2 separate regions of the Canis lupus genome follow, and region 1 is linked to region 2. A link is a contact called in public Hi-C data. All regions are on one chromosome and are shown on one strand. Each heading gives the region's core, a stretch centred on a gene start, on an enhancer-like site or on the middle of the called end of the contact. The rest is flanking DNA. Distances are from core to core; before and after follow the strand shown.

Region 1 (5,466 bases), core at 1,279-3,778, 140 kb before region 2:
AATTTTTATTGAATTAATTCTGAATGAATTAGAAGAGAATAGGGAAAGATGGGAGAATGCGGCCAAAAATCAAGGCACCTGGGGCCAATTATTATGCTTTTGCCCTAACCTGTGAGAAATGACGAGGCCCCAGTAGTGGTTTTCAACTATGGCTATGCATTGGAATCACCTGGAGAGTTCCTCTCTTTTTTTTTTTTTTTTTTTTTTATGATAGGCACACAGTGAGAGAGAGAGGCAGAGACACAGGCAGAGGGAGAAGCAGGCTCCATGCACCGGGAGCCCGATGTGGGACTCGATCCCGGGTCTCCAGGATGGTGCTCTGGGCCAAAGGCAGGCGCTAAACTGCTGCACCACCCAGGGATCCCCGAGAGTTTCTTTTTTAAATCCTGATGCCAGAGTGCCATCCTCAGAGATTCTGACTTAATTGGTGGAGGCAGCCTGGACATCAGGATTTTTTTTTTTAAAGCTCCTCAGGGAATTGTGATGCAAAGTGGAAATCACTGCCCCAAAGGCAGAAGGGGGATACAGAAGAGAATAAGGTTAATTATGAATTGGAAGTGACTGAACAAGGGGGTGGCTGGGAAGAATCCTACATATCTGGCTTGGGCCTGGGTGAATGAGAGACACAAGTTTTGAGGAAAAGAGAAGTTCAGTTTTGGAGAGGCTGAGTTGGAGGTACCCGTGGGGATCCAAGTGGAGCTGTTCAACAGATATTTGGCTTTTTTTTTTTTTTTTTTTTTTTTTTATAGATCAATATTGCCTTAGTGAAGAGTAGGAAATCCTTCCAGTTTTCAAGAAGACAAGCATCTCTGGAAAATATGACAATTATACAGAGTATAAGACCATTTCCACTTTGCAGAGCCTCTTTCCTCAAAACTTCTTTCCACACCAATACCCCATCTGTTCTGAAATGTTCAACATGTTGATATATTCTTAAGGATTATATTATGTATGAGTCCTGTTCCATAAATCCATTTATACTATTCTTATACTACTTGTGCAAAGTATCCCATTGATTAAATTGTAGGCAGCCTTCAAATAGTACTTAAAGGAGTATATAACAGCTTTAAACTTCCAATAAATGAAAATGAACATACTCATCATTATTTCCTTTAAGATTTGTGGTAAAAAAAAACAAAAAACAAAAACAAACAAACAAAAAACCTTGGACCTAAACTGCTTAGCTTGTTTAGTTTTCTAATTGGTAAACATTTACTGGGTCACCAAAGATAGCAAGTACCGTCTGATAGGCCATGGCTCCTTGGTTTGTTTCTAATTTAAATTAGACACACTAAAACAAGGATTGATAGAGTGATATAGTCAAGTAACAGATGGTGAATGGACATTCTGTCCAGCGTCCACCACGTTGTTTCTCAGTATTCCAAAGAATACTCTAAAGACTCTAAATTTTGGGGATCCCTGTGTGGCGCAGCGGTTTAGCGCCTGCCTTTGGCCCAGGGCGCGATCCTGGAGACCCAGGATCAAATCCCACGTCAGGCTCCCGGTGTATGGAGCCTGCTTCTCCCTCTGCCTGTGTCTCTGCCTCTCTCTCTCTCTCTCACTGTTTGCCTATCATAAATAAAAAAAAAAAAAAAAAAAAAAGACTCTAAATTTTGAAATCAACTATGAAGGAAAGGACCAGGTCTGTAGTGAATGGTCTATTCAACTAAAAAGAACTGATACTAAGCCATATGCAGGTTTAAAAGAAAAAGAAAAATTCGAAGTGGGGTGTGTGCGCTGTGACTGGCATAAAGGCTAAGAGGAGATGGAACAGAAAAGGCCGGATGAAAATCATTCCGAATGTATCAGTAAGTACTGAAGTATGGATCCCGAATAGTCGAGTGACTGTGAAATTAAGAGATGTGGGAGCAGGCGAGGGGCGAGGGCAGGTGTCCTGGGCACCCGCACACGGGGTGCTTCGCGGTGGCTGTGGCCAAGCGCCGCCGCTCGCAGCCCCCGCGGAGGAGCCAAGGCGAGGGGGCGCCGCCCCGGCGGGGAGGACGTTTCCACGCGGAGGGCCGCAGAAACTCGCAGCAACGTCCCGGCCTTGCTCTCTCCTGGGGCTGCCCATCTAACAGGTGAACCGTGAGAGCACAGAGGAACGAATCCTGAGCTGCGTGCGGAACACCGGGGCCACGGCGCTCAAGCCCAGCATCCAGCAGCACGAGGGAACTCCAGCCACGCCACCCACCCCCAGAGGCGACGCCTGCGCCACAGCCCCGCCCGCTCGGGGCGAAGTGCCACGGCCGAGCGGCAGAGAGGGCGGCCGACCGGCCCTCGCCGGGGACTAGCGGGAAGGCCGCCCTCCCAGCCCCCCGGCCGCAGGTGGAACGCGTTAAGCCGGGCCCGGGCGAAAGCGCGCGAGCGGACCGCTGGGTCCCAGCGCCGCCTGCGGCTGGCCGGGTGGGCGTGACGCCATGACGCACGGCACGCGGGCGGGCGGCGGGGCGCGGCGCGGCGCGGCGGGGCGGGGCGGGGCGGGGCGGGGCGGGGCGGGCCGGGGCCGGAGGAAGCAGTGGGAGGAGGAGGCGGGGACAGCGGGGGCTGAAGGAGGGGGAGAATGGCAGTTGGGGCGCTGGTTCCCGGGAACAGCCGTCAAGACAGAACTGCGGAGGAGGAGTTCGGGAAAGCGGCCGTCGGGACCCCTCTTCTGCGTTCCCCCCGCCCCAGCTGAGAGGCGCCTCGGCGGCTCTGGGGAACCCTCCTCGGTGCCTCCTCCGGCCTCTGCCGCCGCCGCCGAGGGATGGGCCTGCTCACCCGCACTCTGGCGCCCGCCGCCGCCCCGAGGCGTTGAAGGTACTGGCGGCTCGGGAGGAGGTCGCGCCTGGGTGCGGGAGGGCCGGGGCGGCTCCCGTTTCCGACTCCAGGCGCTCCGGCACGACCGCTGCCCTCGCGCCCCTCCCCGGGACGGAAATGGATTCAGAAATCCCCCGGGAAGGCGCCCCCTCTCGGGCTCAGCCCCGGGAGTCGGGCCAGTCCTGGGGTCAGGCCGCGGGCTGGTTCCGCGTCCCCCGCGCGGCCGCGGCGCCGGCGCCCCCCTGGCGGCGCAGGCTGAGGCCGAGCGTGGGATCCGCCCCGCGCTCTGCGCGCCCGGCCCGGGCAGTCGGTCTGTGGAGTCGGCGCCGGACCGAGCCGTGCCGTGACGGGCGGAGGGCGCTCCCTGCGGTACCGCCCGGGCCGCCGCCGCCGCCGCCGCCGCCGGGGGAGGCCGCGGGGGAGGCCGCGGGGGAGGAGCGCATTCCTGACGGGTGAAATCGGCTGTAACGGGACCGATTTCCGGGCCTCGCTGCGAAGTCAGAGCTGGGGCGAGAGCCCCCGACCCCTGCTGCAGGAGGCTCCAGGGAGGGGTGCTTGTACCGGGAAGGTTCACCCCGCCGAACTGCCAACCCTTCCAAAGGCAGAAATTAAACATGTGGAAAAATGGTGTTTCCTTGGGGTTAAAGTATGTGTTAATAAGGGGTCTTCCGGGATTGTCGCCCGCTTACCAAACCTTCAGGGAGTACCCGGCGAGGGACGCCACTGTTTTTAATTTCTAGTTTTCTGTGTCATCTGGGTTTCCCTCTCGTTGCTCTTTCCCCCCATTTCCGTTAATGGGAAGAAGAAAAAGAAATTTAGGGTTCATTAACCCCGCGACAAGGGCAGTAAATAAAAGAGGAGAGAAAGGGGCTAAGGCTGTATACGGGAGAAAGAGAGGTCGTAAGTTTTCCCATTGGTCGTTAAAGGTGGAAATACGCGAACGATGCCTTATTCAGGTTAATATTTACTCAAAACGTTGCAGAATGTTCTGTCGGAAAGGACAGTGTTTCCGTGCTGCTGCGATTTTCAAACCCGGGTGTTGACTAGAAATGCTAGTTTTGAATGCTAGTAAATAAATAGTAGAGGCATAAAGCAGCCTTTCACCATGGTTGCCTTAGAATGTTTGCGATCTCTTCTTTCCGTTCCACCTTTTTTTTTTCTTTCTTTTTATAAGAACATGGCTGTCTTACTCATTTTTTTAAAAAAATATTTTAACCTAGATTCCTTGACTCTTGGCTATATGAAGGATGACGGTATGCTTTATTTTCATTTTCAGTTTGCCAATTAACCATCTTAACAGGCAGCTTTCCACTTCTGTTTATAATTCAAGCTATTACCGTATTTGCCTTTTTGTGCTTCTTTAACACCCAACTGACTGAAATGAATTAAAACGTAAACACTTCTCTCTCTGTGGAAAATGGTGAGGATCTATTGTTAACTCTTACTTTCAAATGTTCTTCCCTCACTACTTGGAATTCCATGATAAAGATTTGGAATTAAGGCTTGGGACTTAATCAAATTATGTAATAACAGCAACAAACCTTTTTTCTTTAATATTCTTTCTTATTATTGTATACAATATAACTGAAGTTTAAATTTCATGCCTCCGTGGAAACTATTTTGATGTCATCACAAGGTGTCTTAGGGGGAAAAAATTACACTTGGCAACTAATGGTAAAGTGTTTTTTTCCAATATTGTTGACTTCCAGGAGGATTCCAGTAAGATTAACTTTTAAAACTGCAGCATGTTTTAGGAGTTGAAACACAACCCAAGTCTCCAGACAGTAGCTACTTAAAATTTTGTTTCATTTGGGGAAGGCCTGGATTGATCATTAATTAGTTTATATAAAGAAGAGTCCCTTTTACATATCATCTAACCAGTGTTAAATTTTCTTTTTAAAATTTTCATGGTGATTTGTAGAATTTGGGGTGCCTCTTTACTTGACTAAAAGAAACCATATATATGGTTTTTTCTATGTAATGTACGAGACTAAGATTAGTATCTTTTTAAAGACACTTTAGCATCTTAATGGAAAAGAAATGCATTGCATAAATTTGAAGTAGGAAAAGTAATATTTTTGCAGTTGTGAATGTAAGACACTGGGGCCATTCTCTTTAATGGGATCAGATTGAAAGATACTATTTGTTCTTTGTGGGGTTGGTAGATAGAATTAAATATAGGTGATTTGAAGCAAACTTTTTAAACATTTGAATCTCATGTATTTTGGCAGATTCCTATTTTATCTTAGACAATTTAGATTCATCACAGAAATTCTTTGGTTTGTAATCATCTCCCACCCTCCCAGCTTTGCATTGCTTTGCTTTTTTTATCTGAAGGGCACTGAGGATTGAAAAATGCAGCTCTCTGAGTTTATCAAGGGGGAGGAGGGAGAACAAATAATTGTGATAACGCGTTAAAGTTCCTAGTCTAGTGCTGGGCACAGAGTAAGCTGGGAATAAATTTTGTTATATTTACATCTGAATTGCCTCTTTATATTCTCTCTTTAGGTTAAAAAGGAGATTTTAAGAAATTGTTTTCCTGATGCTACTAACAAGTGACGATTGTAAAATGCAGACTGACTTTGCACTAAGCATTATGCTCTTTAATTGCTTGAGGCCCATATGAAAAATAGGCCATTTTGGGTTGAAGACCAAAGAAAAGTTGAATTA
Region 2 (5,558 bases), core at 536-3,035:
TCTTCACTTCCACCCCCTTCATATGTAACAAGGTAAAAGGATACATCTTTTAGTCCTTTTCTTGTACATTATTCTATATCCACATTCTCTGCATCTGATTGGATCCCTGGATTTTATTTCGTTTTCTGTGTGACATTCTAAAAAAGAAAGCATGTTTATTCAATGTCTAAAGGGAAAATATGACAGACAAGCAAATTATCCTAACCATATTTTTTTTATTTAATTTTTTTTTCTAACCATATTTTCACCCAAAGCACTAAAATGTACTCAATCCCAAGAGTATGGTGCTATGACCACGTTAAGAAGAAAACCACAGGCTCCAAATGGCCTTACTTAGGTTAAGGTGCCACGTCGGTAGACCAAGACTTAACACATAACCTAACCGCAGTTTCAACCCTGCAGAAATGTAACCTCTGACCAGTTAACATGGTCCTTGTCCGCATTAGAAAATTTACTGCTTTTCCTTTCCCCTTAGAACAGCGACCTTACCTGAAACAACGAATCCTTTGCTAATAATTTTTTTTCCACTCCTCTCTACCTTTAATTTTCTGTAGCCCTTTGGAGCTCCCATCTACTTCCTAGACAGGATGCTGCCTGATTCATGAATCCATTAGTAAAGCCTATCACATCTTTAAAATTTACTCAGTTGAACTTTTATTATTTAACAACCAATATACTAAGGGGCAAAGGAAAAAAGTTGTGGGCAGTGCATTTTTTCTTGGAGAGAAAATGAACTCTTAGTGATAGAAATTTTTTTTTTTTTTTTACAGTCGCTAGTATTCTGCTTTATAACTTTAAAGATTACTCACTGAAGTCAAAGTTAAGCGTAATTATTTCAAAACTCTTCCTACTTTACGTTAGTTCTACTCTTACCTCCGCAGATATATATCATTGGCTGCTGCTTTGGGGGTTGAACGTCCTTCTGGGTGTCCATGGATAGTCCCTGAAATCACAGACTCAAATACTGAATAACTCAAAGGGACTCCTCACAAATCCAACTTTCCCAAAATTCCCATTTTTCCGAGGGAAACCTAAAAAGGTCCCAATTCCTAACCTGTGCTTTTTCAAACCCAATGGGTAGAGCTAAAGGACGAAACAAAAACGCAACGTTTTGTGCACTTAGCCTCAAACTGGACACAGTAACAACATTTCACACATATTGTTTCATTATCACCTTTACGACAATCCTAGAAGTACTACCCTTACTTTACAGATGAAGAAACCCAGCCTTGTAGAAGTCAATCTGCGCAGGATTCTTCAGCTATGACGAGGCAGGGGGCACTGGAATCTGACGGCAAAGCTTGCGTCCCCATTGTAACGCAAGTCCTACATTTCCAAAACTTAGCAGAAGGCCAATTACATCCCTCAACAAAGGGCTATGCGAACCGAAAATAAAGGGAGAAAAACTCTCAAAAGCCAAACAGCTCAACTGAACGAAACGGAACAAAGGATTAACACCACCCACTCGAGCCCCAGCTCCTCCCAATTCTAACCTCATACTGACCCTTTCTAACCTTGAGGGTCTTACCAGTTTAAATCCAAATACCCACCTCCAAATCCTAACCAACCACTTCCCCGACCACGCAGCCCGGAGAAACCTCCTACTCTGAGCTTCGAAGCGGATTCCGGCTCGTCCCCGTGTCGCAGCCAACTTCCGGCGCCGGCAACTGTCGCATGGAGTCCCCGCCCCTTCCGCCCCTCCTTCCGCCTCCGGGCGTGGCCGAGGACCCGGGTGGTGCTCAGGCGGCGAGCCGGGGGCGTTCGTTTTGTTAGGCCGCGTGGAGAAGTGTTCGAGTTTTGTCCCAACTTAGTTCACTTTTCAGAAAAGCAAAGCATTTCAGTAGTTCCTCAGATGGAAGGAAGTCAGATATTCTGGCTAATGAAGTCAGTAGAAAGTAACACTTCTCCGGGAGGGCTGAGGGTTAGAAGAGAAAGCGAAGCGGCCGGTGCTCCCGGAGTCCTAGGCCAACCGTCTCTCTGAGGAACACAGAAGCAGCGACTCCATCGCACTTTTCAGATGGTTTTTGCAGTTGTTTGATACCTGTGCTGGGCCACTGGAGCAGCCACCCCCTATCCTTCACATGACTTCAGTTTTGCTTTGCGAAACTTTGGTCGGCTCCTGTCGTCCCTCTGTCCCATGCTTTTTACTCGTTTTAAAGCAAAGGCCGTATGAAGGCAGCTACATCAATTAATTCCACCTAAAACGGAGGGATATTGGTAGGGGTAACTATGCACTGACCTTCCTGCCGTCGCATGTATTCCTCCCTGGATGAAACAAAACCATCTGCGCAGCGGAGGTGTGTTTTCTGAAACATCAAAATCAGTGAGACTAATAGCTATTGGGGTCACGATATGTACATTTGTTTGCTGCTTTCACAGCAGGCTTTTACTTAGGAGGAAGAAGTAAATGAAGTAATCAAAATTTAGAAAGTCATCAGTTGTTAATAGCGATTATAGTTCAGCAGAGAAACAGGTTTCCTTCTCCCCGGCATCGGCAACGTCTTTGATTTCTTATTAAGCAGAATATATTGTTTGCCAGTCTCCCGTCCAGCCACCTGCGAACCTTGAGCTTCTTTTACTTCCAGAAGGAGTTCCAACTGATCTCACCTCTACAGATGGGGCTGGGAGATTTAACTTGATCTTTGCTTTCCAGTCTTCCTGGCTGTCAGTTATTTAATTTCCAGGGAAACATAATGGATTTTCTAGCTTCTTTCACAGAATGATGTACAGCATAAAAATTTTGACCATTACCTCTCTTACAAAGTACCTCACCTCTCAACCAAAGGGGGTAAATGCAATAGAACAGTCAAAATAGGCTTTCCTACAAGAGTTATTAGATAAAACTATTGTTAACATAAGAGAAAGATGATGGAGTGATCCAGAAAGTAATCATTGCAAAATTTACCAGATTCTAACTCTCCAGTTGTGGTATCAAGATGATTCTGGTACATAATTAGATGTCTATGGGGATCAGATTGGATCAGCACATGTAGAATGTAAATGGGTCTTGGCACCCTATGGAAGGGTAGGGTAATTACAAGTGTTATCAAGGAGATCCAGAATTTCAACAAGAGCCCATGTTGATGCTAGTTCTCAATCCAGCACCCTCTTTCCTATCAGGAGGAACCAACAGTCTTAGGATCACAATGAAGCATAGCCAATGTAAACTATTATCATTGCTAACAGCTTTTTAAAAAGATTTTATTTATTATACTCTGGCTTCTCTTCAGATTGAATAAATCTTTCACCTTTTACTAAAAAAAAAAAAAAAGATTTTATTTATTCATAAGAGACACACACAGAGAGGGAGAAACAACCAGAGGGAGAAGCAGGCTGCACGCAGGGAACCGGATGTGGGACTCCAGGATCATGCCCTGGGTGTCCCTGACAGCTAGCTCTCTTGAGAACTTACCCTCTGCCAGATATCACTGCATTTCCCTCTCCTAATGAGGGCAGATGTCTTGTTATCTTGGACACTAGTGCTTTTAACTCCTTAAAATATGGTAATGAAGATGCAAGTTGCTATTTTCCTCTCTGAATCTCTGTTTTTCATTTTCCTTGATCTTATTCTGCATAGTCTGAATGTCATGGTGATTGGAAAAGTCTTTATGTTTTGCTGGATGGTCCCTGTAAGAAGAATTAGATCTTGTGGAAAACAGGTTTTAGAATTTTGAGGTTTAAGTAATGGGGTGACATCCAAACTAGAAAAGGAAGCAAAAAGGCCAAAGACCATGGTAGGTAAAGAATAGGAAAATATAGCTCAGTGACTTATATTTGGGGAATATGAGTAAAGCCAGGACAAGCTACATGTAACTAGGTTCCCTTTCGCCCTTTTAGTTGGGGGGGCGGGCAGTAAAAAATTATTCTTTAAATGATAGGGAGTTATGATACACTTTTTTGTTCTTCCGTCATAATAAAATACCTAAAGAAAAATTAACTAGAGAAAGAGAAAAGAGCAATGTTTAAATGGTATTTGGGATTGTGTGGATTTTAAACCATAGACAAGGGCAGCCCCTGTGGCGCAGTGGTTTAGCGCCGCCTGCAGCCCGGGGTTTGATCCTGGGGACCCTGGATCGAGTCCCATGTTGGGCTCCCTGCATGGAGCCTGCTTCTTCCTCTGCCTCTCTCTCTCTCTCTCTCTCTCTGTGTCTCTATGGATAAATAAATAAAATCTTTAAAAAAAAAACCATAGGCAAAATTCCCTGCCCTATTTACATTATAGTGAGAGGGAGGATCAGACATTAAACAGGTAATACAACATTTTTAGGAGGTGATAAACTACACAGAGAAAATTCAGCAGAGAGGGAGGATTGCAAATGCTGTAGGGGAAAGGGCAAAATGGCCATAATAGAGATTTGTCTGAAGAGCTAGAGAGGGCATTACTCTACCTGGGTATGTGTGGGTGTCTTCAGAGAGGTGCTATCTTGAAGCATGTGTAATTCACCAATTCCTTACCTTAAGTCTTACAGGTGCCTGAAACTTAACGACCTCATACTAAGTTCATCTTATTTTCTTCCAAACCTGTCTTCTGTGCTTCCTCAATCCCTGCCCCATGCACCTGGTTCTGCTGAGTGTTGAGTCTAGCTTCTTCCCCACTGGCTTCCAGAGTCATGCAGTAGCTTCCTAAGTGGTCTCTTTGCCACCACCCTCAGCTCTTTTTCTTCTGTTCTCCATTCTGCCAGAGTGATCTTTCTAAAATTAAAATGCTCTACGATACCTAGAGGATCAACTTCAGACTCTTAGATGCATCCCAAATTCTTCATGATTCAGCTGCTTCCCCTTCTCAGAAATTTTCTTTGCCCTTTCCTCAAATCTGAGCTTCTAGCCATAACAAACTATTTAAAATCTGCCCAACTGTTTGAGGTTTCCTGCTCGTGCACATTTTGTTTTGAGATTGAAGTCACCTGTTGTCTGACTTTTACATTGCCATTTGTCCCTCGAAATCCACCACCTCAGGGCAGCCCGGGTGGCTCAGCGGTTTAGTGCCACCTTCAGCTCAGGGCGTGATCCTGGAGACCCCAAATCGAGTCTCATGTCAGGCTCCCTGCATGGAGCCTGCTATTCCCTCTGCCTGTGTCTCTGCATCTGTCATGAATTAATAAATAAAATCTTAAAAAAAAAAAAAATCCACCACCTCAAGTCATGGTCTTTATAAAGTTAGTTCCATCCGTCTTCTGTAGGGTTAGTTGATCCTCCTTCCTTTGTACTACTACTGTTCCTGTATTACAGCACTTATGAGCCCCTTGACATCATAACTGTGCTGTACTTATCTTTTATTCCCAGTACCTAGCCCAGTGATTGGCACATAGAGCAGAACTTCATAAGTGTTAGTGTGTTTGATTTTAGATATATTCCATTTTGGATGACCAAAGGGCATTCAGATGAGAAATAAATGTCCAGTTGGAGGAGACTGGTGGTAGCTGCTATTATTGGCTTAGAAGTAATGAGTGAAGTTCTGCACAAGAATTATGTAAATACATAAAGTTAAAAAAAATGCTGAGATGGGACGTCTCATTTAGGGAAAAGGCAGAGAAGAAAGTCAGAAAAAGGAGACTAGG

Evidence for each region. Hi-C and Micro-C count contacts between places; a contact is called where the count stands out from the background.
Region 1: a contact with region 2 is called in a Hi-C map of blood, with 2.8 times the contacts expected there. The contact joins the promoter of RNF19A here to the promoter of FBXO43 in region 2. A contact is called at or near these places in 3 of 9 Hi-C or Micro-C datasets (amygdala and blood).

What each region holds. Positions count from the first base shown.
Region 1 is chr13:2,302,270-2,307,735 of UU_Cfam_GSD_1.0, reverse strand. RNF19A (E3 ubiquitin-protein ligase RNF19A) reads left to right here and starts at 2,528. Exons shown (of 11, transcript XM_038555199.1): 1 at 2,528-2,796.
Region 2 is chr13:2,164,004-2,169,561 of UU_Cfam_GSD_1.0, reverse strand. It overlaps FBXO43 (F-box only protein 43), which reads left to right and starts at 1,785. Exons shown (of 6, transcript XM_038555193.1): 1 at 1,785-2,297. POLR2K (DNA-directed RNA polymerases I, II, and III subunit RPABC4) reads right to left here and starts at 1,703. Exons shown (of 4, transcript XM_038555194.1): 1 at 1,551-1,703; 2 at 874-943; 3 at 45-137. The coding sequence starts at 934.